Linked DNA regions of Anser cygnoides: region 1 is linked to region 2. The links are chromatin contacts, called in public Hi-C maps. All regions are on one chromosome and are shown on one strand. The core of a region is the stretch at or near the end of the contact, and the rest is flanking DNA. Distances in the headings are between cores, read along the strand shown.

Region 1 (6,708 bases), core at 2,953-5,452, 190 kb before region 2:
GAGGGCGCGCGTTATGCAGGACGGGGGGTTCTGATAATTAACGTGCCCTTTCCGTCATTAAGCTCTGCTTTGATTTCCCAGCCCAGGTTCGTTCTGGTGCCTCCCCAGGGCTGTGGGACCGGGGCTGAGGGATGCTGCTGGGCCAGCAGAGGCAGGTACAAGGCAGCAGGGGGTGCTGTCAGCCTCCTTTTTGGGGACAAGGAGCCCACGCTGCTTTCGCAGGAGCTGTGCGCCCTGCCTGCGCCCAGGGGCCCCTGTCCCAAACCGGGCTCCTTTGGCTTCACGACACCTTCAGGTGAAATAACGAGGTGCTCTTTCCTACATTGTGTGCCTTTTGGTCTCTCGGATGACTTTTTGAGGCTGTTTTTCTTCCTAATCTTGTCGCTTGATTTTTTTTTTATTTTTTTCTCTTTAATAATGCGAAGCAGAATCCTGTAACCAGAGCACTTCAGGAGGCAGCAAGATTTAGGGGAACTAAATTAAATTAAGGAGGAACACCAGGATTGTGAAACTTGGCAGGGGGACAAAAGCTGGTTTCAAAACAGGCCGGACTTCAGGGCTGTTGGCAAATCGAATGCATCTGACCCCCGGGTGATTTGGGATGCCAGGAATGGGTCCCTGACCCAGCTTCCTACCCCGTGGGTCACTGAGGCACGTGCTTGAGGGCTGACCCCCCTGGCCTGAATAAATCTGGATGCCTGATTTCATGAAGGGCAGAAAATACTGCTTGGGCTGGCCTTGGCAGGCCACCCCTGCGCCCCCTCCCCACTGCTCACAGCCCCTCTCCTGGCTTGGGGAGGAATGGGGCTGAGAATAGGTCTGAGCAGGGCAGCAGTGGTTCACCTTGGGGCTTTCCAGAAGGTCACTGCTGTTCAGGCCTTGTGCCTCCGGATCAGGCCACCTGATGCTCACCACCTATTTCCTGATTTCCCCATCTGGTAGGGAACGATCTGAGATAACGGATGGATAACCGTCTGCAAACCGATTTCTTATTTTAGGTTTCCCATAGATGTGGTCATGAATGCTTCTGAATAATACAACAGGCAGCGCCTGCCCCTTCCTACTGCGTGTCCCCTCCGTAGAAGAGCTGCCAAAAATTGTCCCTGCGATGGAAAAGGCATTGGGGCTCCTACACAAAACCCCGCTGTATGTCTGAGGGGGCAGCGGTTTTGGCACTGGGCTATGCATCACTAAACGTGCAACCATACACACTTTAAACTTCCACCTGCTCTGTGGCCTTGTTTTGCCCCCAGCACATCAGGCAAAGCAGGAGGGATCCCCCAAACCTACAAGAGGGACAGTAGGGCTGGATGGGGCTGCCACTGCAGTGGTAATGCCAGACTAATGAAACACGTTGTAGGGGCTGACAAAGCACTCCCAACCCAATTAATAGTGATTTTACATTAAATAATGGGAGCGAGGGGGATGAAATACACTCGTAAGCCTTGGAGCAGTAACTGCCTCCCTTCCCTTCTTTCTCCCCCCAAAAATACCCTGGGCACCAGGTGGAAACCGCATCTGTCTGTAGGGTGCTCTGCCCCTGGCCCAGATCCTACTGCCCCCCCCGGCCATGTTCTCCTATAGAAGAAAAAGTGAAAACAGGAACTTTTAAACTTTTTTTCTTTCTTTTTGACAGAAGTGAGACCCTTTGACCTGAATCATGATGATTGGCAATGCTGAATGTGGAAGAGATGCTTTCAGTTTTAAGTTATTGTTGTGGAACGAGCAGATTTCCATGGGGGGGGGTTGGAGCCATGTCCTGCAGATACATGGGGTACAAGCAACCCATTGCTGCCTCTTCTGCTTCAGTGGTGGTTTTAAAGGAGCTTATTCTCATAAAATGACCAGACTGGATGAATAAAACACAATTCCTGTTTCAATATTGTTGGGTTCTGAAATACTGCAGTTAAGGTGCAGATCTGGGCAAGAACAAATTTTACTGCAAATGCTTTATCTTCTGATACATTATCAGAATGATTCTTCTTTGTTCACTAGGGCCTGGTCCAGCTCAGACTGGAAGATGGTGAAAATCGTGGGAGATCTCTAAAAAAGTGGAGTAAAATTCACCAATAACATAAAAGCAGTTGGTTTGGTTAATCTCTATCAAGAAGAAGTGCAGCCCATGGCAGGAATTTACAGTAGGACTGAGAAGAAAAGCTGAGCCCTAAAAGGGTAGCTGGTGCATCATGCATTCAATAATTGCATTTATGAATAAACAATTAAATATTACCAATGAATCTCTTGCATATTATTGACCAAGGCACAGAAGCTGCCTTTTGGCACCGATGGCTTGCTCAGTTCACGCTTGACAATGGGGGATTGTAGTGGCTGTTCCCTTAAGAAATTGTCCAAGATTGGGACTTTTTTGTGCGCCATTGCTTGCATCAATTAACAGCACAATCTTTTTGTTATGAAAATGCAAACATTAGTGGCCTGAGGGGCCTTGTAAATGCAAATATAAAACTTTAATTTCAGTAACCCTCACTTTCCCTTTAAGTAAAAGAAAGGCCTTTTTTTTTTTCCTCATTTGTTGTTACAATGACAGGTCTTTTTTATTTTAATTTACTTTATTTTACTTTATTTATTTTATTTTATTTTATTTTATTTTATTTTATTTTATTTTATTTTATTTATTTTATTTATTTTATTTTTCTCACTTTAAACACAAAATTGAATTGAACCCAAGGAGTTTCCATGGGGATCACTGTCAATCAGCAGGTTTGGATGCACGCTCAGGGCAGCTGGAGCCGGCTGCTGAAAGCCTCGGGCTCCTTGGGGCGGGTCGGTGCCAGGCCCTGGGGAGGGAGCTGGGCTGGGCAGCAGGGCTGGCCCTGGGTGGGTGACAATTCCCATGTGAGGATTCTTTCCACTCGCTCCAGGCAGCCGGCGAGCCTAAATTTGGTACCTGCGGTCAGGGGAAGGAGAGAGAGACCTTGAGACGTGTCCTCGAGTCGCAGGGTGGCCCCAGCTGGGTGACCGTCACCACCGGGAATGGTTTTGGGTCAAAAACTGATGGTTTTGCCCTCCTCACCATGAGATGTGAGGCAAAAGAGAGCTGTCTCCTCAAAAGCAAGGTGGGAGATGGCACCCGAGTCCATGCCGTTGAGGCGCGATGAAAGAATTGGCGAAAAACCCAAGGTCTGTTTTCCCTTTTCTTTTTACACCGCACATATACAAGTAAAATATTAAAACAGCTACTTCGCTTTCTTCCTCCCAGGCTGGCCCAAATGTGCCCAGGTATGTGTCTAAACAGATTCCTGGAAAACCTGCCCCCGCCGAGGCGCGGGCTCTCGCCTCGGCTGCAGTCTGCAGCTCCGCTGGCGGTGGTTCTCCAGCGCGGACGGGAGCCCGAGGTCAGCTACAAGGCAAAAGCAGAAAAAATAGCGGTCAGATGCTGTCCCGAGCAGCATCCCTTGGTACCCACAGGCTCTGCCCGCTCCCCCGGCCTCCCTGCTCGGAGCTGTTAAAATTGCCATCCGGGCTTCCTGGCGAGCGCTTCATTTGCATCCCTGGCAATACCTAATTAGACCAAAGGGACAATTAGCCAAGGTAACAATTCCCTGCCTAACTCCTAACGCTCTCGTTATTTTATTTCATAAAGCTGGTGCTGCTGCCACGGGAGGACGAGGATGCTAGGCTTCGGTGGTGGCACCCAGCCTTCCCCTGACCCATCCTACAGCCCCGCACAGGCAGGGCAGGATCCGGCCCTGCGTGGTGGCCCTGTTGGGGTCTGCTGGGTGTTAGGGTCTGTGGGCACTGCACACACTCGAAAAGGGCCTGTCCCAGCACAGGGAGCAGAGCTGAGAGGCAGGGGGGAAAAAACAGGAGGAGAAAAAAAAGAGTTTTAAGTTGTTTGTCACCAGTTTTCTCCCCCTCCACACCACAACCACCTTTCAGGAGTCCTCCCTTGGAAAGGCTGGTTGTTTTTCTTCCCCCCCCTCCCTCTGCCGTTGCACTCCTCTGCTTTGTGAACGCTAGAGGCTCTCTCCTTCTGGTTTGCGAAAAACTTTAGTTCCTGACTTTTTTTTTTTTTTTTTTTTTCTTTTCCAACTTCCCTCAGGGAAAAATGTGGAGTTAATTATGTATGTAAAATGTCAGATGCAGGAAAGGGGCTGTGCTTACTTGGATATCCCATCCGAGGCGAAGTGACTGATATTTTTTTTTCCCCCTTCGTTTTTTTTTTTTTTTTTTTTTTTTTTTACTAAGGGGTGGAAAGGAGCTCGCGAAATAAAAGTGCAGCAACGAGCCGGTGGCTCCCAGAGCGGCCGGGGCGGGCGCGTCGGGAGCCCCCAAGGCAGCGCAGCGCGGAGCCCACCTGCCCCCGGGAGCTGCTCGCCCCTCGCTCCGCACCTCTCCCCCGGCACCCAGCCGCCCTGCTAGGCGCACGCCGAGGCTTTTCTCCTTCCCTTCGACTTCTCCTCCAGGACTTTTCCACCGCCGCTGGGACAGCCGCAAACTTTTTTTTTTTGTTGTTTTTTCTTTCCTTCCCTCCCACCTTCGCTGGTGGTTTTGTGCTTTGTTGTTTTGCTCTTTTTATTTTTTATTTTTTTTTTTATTTTGTTGTTGCTATTATTTATTTATTTTGGGGGAAGACCCGCCTGCGTTTCAACCTCCCGTGGCCCCAGCGGAGAGGCCGGGAGCGGCTCCGGCAGCACCTCCCCGGCGCACCGCGTGCGAGCCCGGCCCGGCACGGCTCGGCACGGCTCGGCTCGGCCCGGCACGGCACGGCTCGGGCTTTCGCCCCCGATAATGCAGAGCTACAAGTACGACAAGGCGATCGCGCCGGAGAGCAAGAACGGGGGCAGCCCGGCGCTGAACAACAACCCGGCCAAAGGCAGCAGCAAGAAAGCGCTGCTCATCTGCCTCGACTTCCTCTGCCTCGTCATGGGTGAGCTCGGCGCTCCAGCCTTCCCCTCTCCTCCTCATCCTCTCCCCGGGTCCCCCTGGGCAGGGAGGCTCGGGGCTGAGCCGAGCCGGGCCGGGGCCGCGCCGCTTCCCGAACAAAAGCGGGGCCCTACCGGGGGGGGGGGGGGGGGGGGACACAAGCTTGGGAAGCGTGCACAACCCCCCGAACCACCGCTTTTTCTAATTTATTTAACTTTATTAAACCCCCAGACTTGTTTAACTCTGCGGCCCCGCGCTGCCGTGCCCTCCCCCGGCGCTGGGGGTGCCCCCGGCAGGGTCCCCGCTGCCCCCCGGGGGCTGCGGGCTCCAGATGGAGGAGCCCGAGGGGCTCCGGGGACGGGGAGCAAAGCTTTGACTCTGTTCTCTGCCGGGGGGGTGGTGGTGCTGCCTCCCTCCATCTCCCTTGGTTGTTTAAAAAGCTGCTTTGAAGCTCGCTCGGGCATCTCCCAGTCCCTGGAGGAGCCCCAGCCTCAGCCCGCTGGTCTTTTGGAAGTGGTGGGGCAGGCACAGAAACTGTCAGCGCTCTGCCTGCGAAAAGCCTTCGCATGCCAAAACATCAACCGGTCAACTATGGCTGCGATGCCGAATATTTAATTGACAGACGCAGGCAGGGGAAATCAACTGGCTTCCAACAAAGAGATTAATAACGCAACAGCACGTGAGTTTAATGCTCCAGACACCACAGTCTTTAAAACAATTGTTTCTGCTTAGGGCCCGTTTTTTTGAGGACTGTCAGTTTGATTTAATTTTTCTGTAGTTTATTGATCATCTGGTGTATATTACGAGGCACTAATATATTAAGAAGAGAGGCATGGTTTTCTCTTTATATTCCCACAAGAATAGGGGCCAGTGCAGAAAGCTTCATCTTCTTGTATCTGGAAAAAATAAAAATACTTGGTATCCTGTATGTGAAACCAATGTAAGCAGAAATGTAGCTTGACTTACCTCACTTACTGAAACAGGAGGTTGGATTCCTAGTAAAACAACTCCTAGGAGTCGCAACTTTTAAACTTTTATTTACTCAAGTTTTCTTGACTTTAGGCATTCCTGGCATGAGTAAGTGCTATTTGAATGGGTAAAGGGCTTTTGTTGTTGTGTGTGTTTTTTTTTTTCTTTCTTTAGACTAAGGGTCCAAAATGAAAAAGCAATTAGTTGACATGTGTTATTCTACTTGTGATGGTTTTGGTAAACAGAACTTATCAAGCATCACTGGAAGGTATTGTTAGCAGTGAATAATGTGATACACCAAAAGCCGTGATTGTTGCTTTGTTTCATGTTACTGCAGGTGGAAATCAGAGAGTAAACACAAGGGTTGTTTTTTAGGGTGAGGAAGGTTTGAAAGTAAGAGCATGAATTCAACAGCTGAAGGAGAGAGCTTTGGTCTGGCTAATGACATGCAGGTGAAGAGCACTGGTGGGACGTGCCAAGGGAGGTGATTATGTGATGGAGAGCCTGGGGTGTGTGTTTGTGGATGGGCTTTTCAAATCTGTCCAGCCCAGCAGTATGGGACCTGCCGGTGGATGTCTTTGCATGAGTTGCTGTGAAAGCCAGCTGCCCCGCTCGCAGGAGGCTTGGCTTGCTCTTCACTCTGCGTTCCTCTAGGGAAAGCTAAGAGTTTGCAGTTTTCCAAGCACTTGATTCCCATTTTTCTTTGTCACAAGGAAAACACTTTGGAGGTGAGGGAGAAAAAATAAGTGCTCTAGCTGAAGCCTGTAAGAGGAACCTGGATGGTTACAAGATGAGGGATATTCACATGTCCAGTAAAGAAATGGAGTCCTACATAAGCTAATGAGAAGCAGAATT
Region 2 (6,377 bases), core at 422-2,921:
ACTCATACAGACTCGGCCTCATCTGAAAATAAATAAATAAATAAATTAATTAATTAATTAAATGGAACAAGGTAAGCCTAACATAGCCTGGACATGAAGAGAACACATATTCCATGTGTAGGCAAAAACCATCCCTCCTCCAAATTCAATGAGCTATGAAGTTCACGCTAAGACATAAGACACTGCAGGAATCCCACCCACATGATGCTCTTCCCAGCACATCTCCACCTAGACCGGAGCTGAAGCAGAGCTAGCAGCTGTAAAGGCTGGATTTGCCTCGCTGCAATGCCATCCAGAGGCCAGATGGCTCCAGGAGGATATGCTGCCATGCATGCATGGGGAGAGAGCTGACACCTTACAGATACCCTGCAATGTGCCTACCTCTGTATTTACTTTTCACGGGTTTTACAGCAGCAGCACGCATTGCAACAACAACTTTTTTTCTTTTTTCTTTTTTTTTTTTTCCTTAGAAATTCACAGCAGGTGCAGCACTGTAAAGGATGCTCGCCAGGAGAAAAAATCCTTCCAACCCTGCTCGTCTGCAGCCAGCCCCACCATCTCCAATGGAGGACAAAACAATCCTGCTAATAATTGCATACGTTAAAATCTTTACAAGTATAGAAGCCCCTCCAGGGGTTCTGCCATCAGGTTTAACAGCGCCCTACCTCCCAAGTATTAAAGGGCAGGCCAGATCAGGGGTATCGTGTTTTTCCAGGCATGATACACAAAGGAACAGAAAAACAACTGTCTCATTGTTTAGAGCATCCCTAAATATTGCCAGTAAAGATCTGGTCAACTTTCCACAGGCTGCGGCTTCAGAGAATTTTCCATTGGGGTGATTTATTTCATCAAAACAGCTCTCAGGCCACCAGCTGTTAAAGCACTTGTGGAAAGGGCCGACTTGGTTCTCATTATTCACTGTAGGTTTCCCTTAATAGAATCAAACTGGTTAATAAGTGCTAATGCCGGTAACACGGTCCTCTGTACTTTGACCTAAATCCTCCTCCCGCTCCCAAGGGGGTGGATACAGGAAGAGTGCTGCACTATTTCCTCCAGTGCACGGATGGGCAAAATTAACCCCTGCAGGCAGCCTTCACCCACCGTGTTTTGGGCGCACTTTGAGGTCCAGGCTCTGTTGTACCGGGTACAGTGCAAAATCCTACCCAAAAACACTGATCCCAAACGGTTCCTGCCGCATTAGCATCCACACCATGGTTTCAGCCCCGGTTCTCCGGAGTGACCTTTCCCTGTTCCACGCAGCCAGTTCAGAAAGTCAAAGCTGTTTTTTTAATAAAAAGAGAAGAAGTGGCACAAACAGTTTCCTACGCTTGGTAATTGCACAGCCACTTTGAGTACACAGTAAGAAAGCAAATATTACTGTGAAATTAAGCCTTTTTTTTTTTTTTTCCAGGAGAATATCCAGAAAAATCAGATCTCTATAAACACTGAAAAGGTCATCATATTTTTGTCAGGTTCATTTGTCATGTCAGATGCAAGCGAAATGGTTCGTTTAGCTACTTACATTGCTACACAACGCAGCTTGCAGTTTTAGGCGTACAAACCACACGTGCTTCTATAGGACGTACACAGTGCTGCGACAAAAGCAGCTCACACAAGCAGGTCTAGGGCAGAGTGAGGTGGCTCAGGAAGGATAGGGGTGAAACAGGGTGGCTGTATTCCCACTGCTCCCAATCCCAGCAAAAGCACATGTTGCTGCCCAAGGAATTGGCCCTGAAGTACCTCTGGAGTGGAGATAGCCATCCTTAGGCTTCAGAGTTAACGCCCCAGGGCGCCGGGAGCGTCACCACACCGCCACCTCCCAGCTGCAGGAGCGGAGGCAGCGCTGACCTCCCGCACCGCCTCTGCCCATGCTCTCCAGAAGAGTTTTGGCAGCTGAGAGGAGGAAGGAAGGAATGTAGACTCCTCCAGCCACCGAGCTAATGGCTTTCAATGTGTAATTAGCGTCATTCTTGAAAACCCATGTCTTGTCACCACTCTAAATGTGTTCAGCTTCTGTTTCCTCATTATTCTGGATCTAATTTTTCCACTAGATTAAGGAGATACTATTTTTTTTTCCCCCAGAAAAACCCCCTCTCATGTGAAACAGAGTAGATGATTAAGAGATGACTGAAAACCTCCTGGCCTGCTCTTTGCATGTTAAACATTTGCTTGAAGAAGGACAAGTATCCACTATGCAGTTTGGAGGTTTGACAAAATCTGATGTATTGAGCAAAGGCTAACAGATCCCCTAGTCGTATCTAGTCCTGGGTAACACAGTTCTTTAGAACTAATTACACATACTGACAATGAAATTAATTAAAGACTAAATTTCCTGTATTGGCAATAGCAGTTTGATGGGATTTCAGACTGCCCTGAAAAACCCAAATTCATACACCCTCAGGGAGCTAATTTAGGAGATTAGTCAGCACATGGCCTCATTATCATTACTGGGGAAAAGCAGGTACCTTGAGAGGCAAAGTCAACTTTGAGTCACTTAATGGAGAGGTTCTCGCTCTACTTTCCCCGTCTCTATCAGAGAAAACCCACTCCAGTTGCTGTAACCAGAAAAAAATGACTCGATATCTCCGCTGCTAATTGAAACGTGAGTTTTATAACCCCACAGCACTTCCCCAGGTTCCCGGTGCCTGTTCCCACCTCCTCCCCAGCAGGAGGCTGTGCCGTGGTGGTGGGCTTCGGGGGCACTCCAGCTGGGTGAGCTGGAGAAATGCACTCAGCTGCCTGAACGCATAACAGCAATTCAGAGTTACACATTACACAACATCGCCGCTCTCTCACCCTATTTCAGTTTGATTTGATTTTTAGTTGCAAGCCAGCACAACTGCAGGGTTTTGAGGGGTGATGCACTTTCTTTCGCTTGCCCCGAGACAGACAGACTTAGGAAATGCCACAGAAATCAACTGCTAGGAAAATGCAAGAATCGAACAGTTCAGCTTTCAAGAGTCAGATAATGGCAAACAGAAGGTTGAACTTTTCCCCTCGTGTGCATATGCATTGTGATTCATTGCATACTCCTCTTATGCTATTCCTCAGCTATTGCAGTATGCCATAATTTGTCTCAAGAGGCAAACAGTAGTTTGCAGAGCTGCATACTTGTCTCCAAGCAGCAGGGCAAGGCTGAGTTCACAGCAGCTCATCCCCTCCGCTGTGCCCAATGTGCTGCAAATAACAGAAAGCTTGCTGGCATCTGAGAGAAGCAAGAGCGGGGCTGCTCCCTAAAGAAAATCCAGAAAAAAAAAAAAAAAAGAAAGAAGAAAAAAAGCAACAGCTCAGGAACAGGGCAAGGGGCAGGTGATCCTGCAATGTAGCTCAGGCAGGGTGGACAGACAAGCTCTGAGATCAAGCGGGGTCCATTGAAGGTCTCAGGTGTGGCTGGTCAGAGCAGATAAGCTCTGTTAGTGGCCTCGGGACCCCAGCCTGGTACATGGATGTCCCTGCAACATAGCCACCTGACTTGTACCTTCAGGCATCTCAAGCCATGAAGCCAGTTGTGGGGTGCTGGCAAGGCTGGCTGTGCTGCTTCAGGTCAAGCATCTTGCCCTGTGGCTAAGCTGTGCAGGATTTAGCCCTTGAGGATAGAAGAATGGGTAGGTTTGGGTCACTCCTGGCAGCACCCTGCAGGGAGCTCATCACCCCCAGCACACAGCTCAGGAGGAGCCCAGCTGGCAGAGGGGAGCCTGAAGTCATGGCTTTGTGTCCAAGCATCCACACCACTGCTCCTCCCCAGCCAGCTCGGACCGGCGAAGCCTGGCACAGCAAACTTCTCCACGAAAAGGTCCCCGAGCAGACCTCTTTCACCCAGCTGCAGTGGTGATAGCGCTGAAGTCAGCGTAACCCTGACCCAGCCCAGCCTGCTGCCCGGGGACCCTGCCTGTGAGCAGGACACACGCTTCCCCAGCACTGCAGGCAGAGCGATCAGCAATTCCCACGCAGATGAGCCCTGGGAGAGGAGCAGCCATCAGCAGCAGGACTCACAGTTCTGGGAAGCGCAGCCCTCCGCTCTCAGAAATATCTCGCCACAGGAGTAATGCGGTTCAAATCTTGCAAGTATAAAAAAAAAAAAAAAAAAAAAAAGAAAAAAGTAATGGGAACCAGATGCTGCCGTACCTTAGATTAGAATCTATGTTTAGATTTCCAAGATAATTTTTATCTCCTGTACTTTGGCTAATGTAAGGCTGATATGATAAATGGATTTTCTATGGAGGCTGAAAACAGCCCGCCCGCCTCAAAACGCAACCCGATACGCAGTTGTCTGCCGCGGGGAGACAGAGAAGAGAAACAGGACTGGCGTGAAGGAGGGTCAGGCCGGGATGGAGGATGTGCTACATGGAGGAGGTCAAACGACCCTGGGCTGGTGCTGGAGGAGGAGGAGCTGCGCGGGGCGGTGGGGAGGATCGTCCTGCAGGGCCCCCCTGCTCCGTCCCTCCGTGCAGCACTGCAGCTTTCCCAGCCCAGGGCACCATCCGAGAGACTCCCAGAGAGCTGCCACTGCTGCAGGAAAGCAAAACCAAGGCTTTTAAATCCTGAATGGGGTGTAGACCTCCCTGCACATCCACATCCTCCTTAACTGACTCGAACCTCATTTTTTGAAGCCTTCTTTTTCTCTATAACTGCTCTGACACATCCTTTACTGCTCCCTCTCCCCATTACCACAACACCTGGATTGTCTTTTCCCACCTCTTTTTCACTGCCCCATTGAAGCAACAGCCACAAAGTTTTGGTCTTTTCTTGGTCTGCAACCAAAAGGGCCAATGGCATTAAATAAATAAATAAATAAATAAATAAATAAATAAGCAGGGTGGGGGGAACAAAATAAAGATTTTATTTTTTTCTGAATTATTTTTATTATTATTTTCCAGCCTGAAAGCCCTTGGCAACAGAAAACTCATCGGTTCTTTCTAGCATTGTAAGTGGAGATTATGTAATATTTACAGTGATATTAATGCAATCAATCAGCGTCAGCAAGTGGAGATGTGGGAGCCAGCTATGCACATGAGAGAAAAGTGGGGAAAAGGAAAGCACAAAGAGGTCCCTGTGATGGCTGGGGAGGGATGCCAAATATTTTCACTGCTTTCCAAACTAATATGTTACAAAATAACACAATCAGCTTTGGCCCAGTTCATTAAAAATAATTAACTTGACTGCTCAGTGACTTCCCTGCAGACTTGAGATGCCCACCAGCGCCCAGGCACTCGCATCAACACCTTTCCTCCTCCCATTCAGCAAGGAAGACTTTGCCCAGCCCTGCTCGAACTCAGTCCCAAAAGAGGTAAAAGGACCCCTTGTTGGATCTTGGGTTACTGGGAATGGTGAAAACGTAATGGATCGAGGGCCTGCACTGAACAGAAGGGCTTTGCTGCTGCCCCATGTGCATGCAACAAAGTGCCAAGGACTGAAAAGAGGCCATTCTTCCCCAGGCGTGCCTCTTGCAGCTGCCGGACAAGGGACTTTGCAAGCCTGAGAGGCACACAAGTAGCTGCTTCTGCTGCTTTGTTTGCTTTTTCCTTTTTTTTGGTGGAAATATCAGGGTCCGGAGGGGATTGCTTCCAGAACTGGATTTTTGCATGGCCATTGGCAAAATCTTTGGCAGCAGGGAAGAGGCAGCATTTTGCTGTAGGATGGTGGGAAGCGGGGTCTGCAGATGACTCCAGCACGGCTCCAAACTCGCTCACTTGCTCTGCCTGTGCACAGCTGCCACCAGGCAGGCTGGAACGGGGTCAGCAGTTGGCTCGCAAGGATCTGGGACCATGCCGAGGAGCAACAGCTGGGAGGTGTGCTCTGGTCCCTGTCTACCAGGATGGAAACACGCTCAAGCGTTGCTAAACCCTATCTTGGAATAAGCCTTTCTTAAACAACTGCTATTGATGTTTGGGCCTCAGCTTACAGTTTGGCAGAGGCCAAGTCTCGTGATTCAGATCCCAGTGTGGATTTTCTCAAGCTCTGAGGATGCTGGGACCAGGGGTCACCGCTGCTCCGGGTGATGGGCTCTTCTCCTTAGTAGAATTGAGCAAATCCATTCAGAATAACAGATCAGGGCACAGATACATAAACAAGATGAATATTACCTTCAAGAGAGACCAGAAGGGAGGTATTAATTTAGTTTTCTTTATTTTAAAATGGTCACGTAACTGTCAAGATACAGGGCAGGATGGTTCTTACACTTGTTTGACCAAGAACCAGAAGTGTGCTGGGGTCACGGTCAAAGCAGAGATACCCAAGAAAGATATTTCTCCATGGACCTCCTGCCAGAGGCAGGGACTGAATAAAGTCCCACACCTTCTGAGAGGTTTCAGCCACCATCCCTGGTTGAAAGGGAAGGGACGGCAGAGTGGCAGAGCATCTGCTGCTGAGCTTCTGAC

The links. A called contact is a pair of places that touch in the nucleus more often than the background predicts.
Region 1: a contact with region 2 is called in a Hi-C map of liver, with 4 times the contacts expected there. The contact joins the promoter of PLPP3 here to the enhancer-like site in region 2. A contact is called at or near these places in 4 of 7 Hi-C or Micro-C datasets (fetal liver, granulosa cells and liver).

Annotation. Positions count from the first base shown.
Region 1 is chr8:28,945,742-28,952,449 of Taihu_goose_T2T_genome, reverse strand. PLPP3 (phospholipid phosphatase 3) reads left to right here and starts at 4,202. Exons shown (of 6, transcript XM_048062097.2): 1 at 4,202-4,888. The coding sequence starts at 4,750.
Region 2 is chr8:28,757,370-28,763,746 of Taihu_goose_T2T_genome, reverse strand. It overlaps LOC106032991 (a long non-coding RNA gene), which reads right to left. Exons shown (of 8, transcript XR_010833413.1): 6 at 1-22. Among named protein-coding and RNA genes, the nearest start is that of PLPP3, 190 kb to the left of the region's middle. Within about 2 kb of position 1,671, at least 2 of the 3 cell types and tissues checked have open chromatin away from gene starts, as enhancers often do. A contact at or near this core is called in fetal liver and liver, where this site is marked.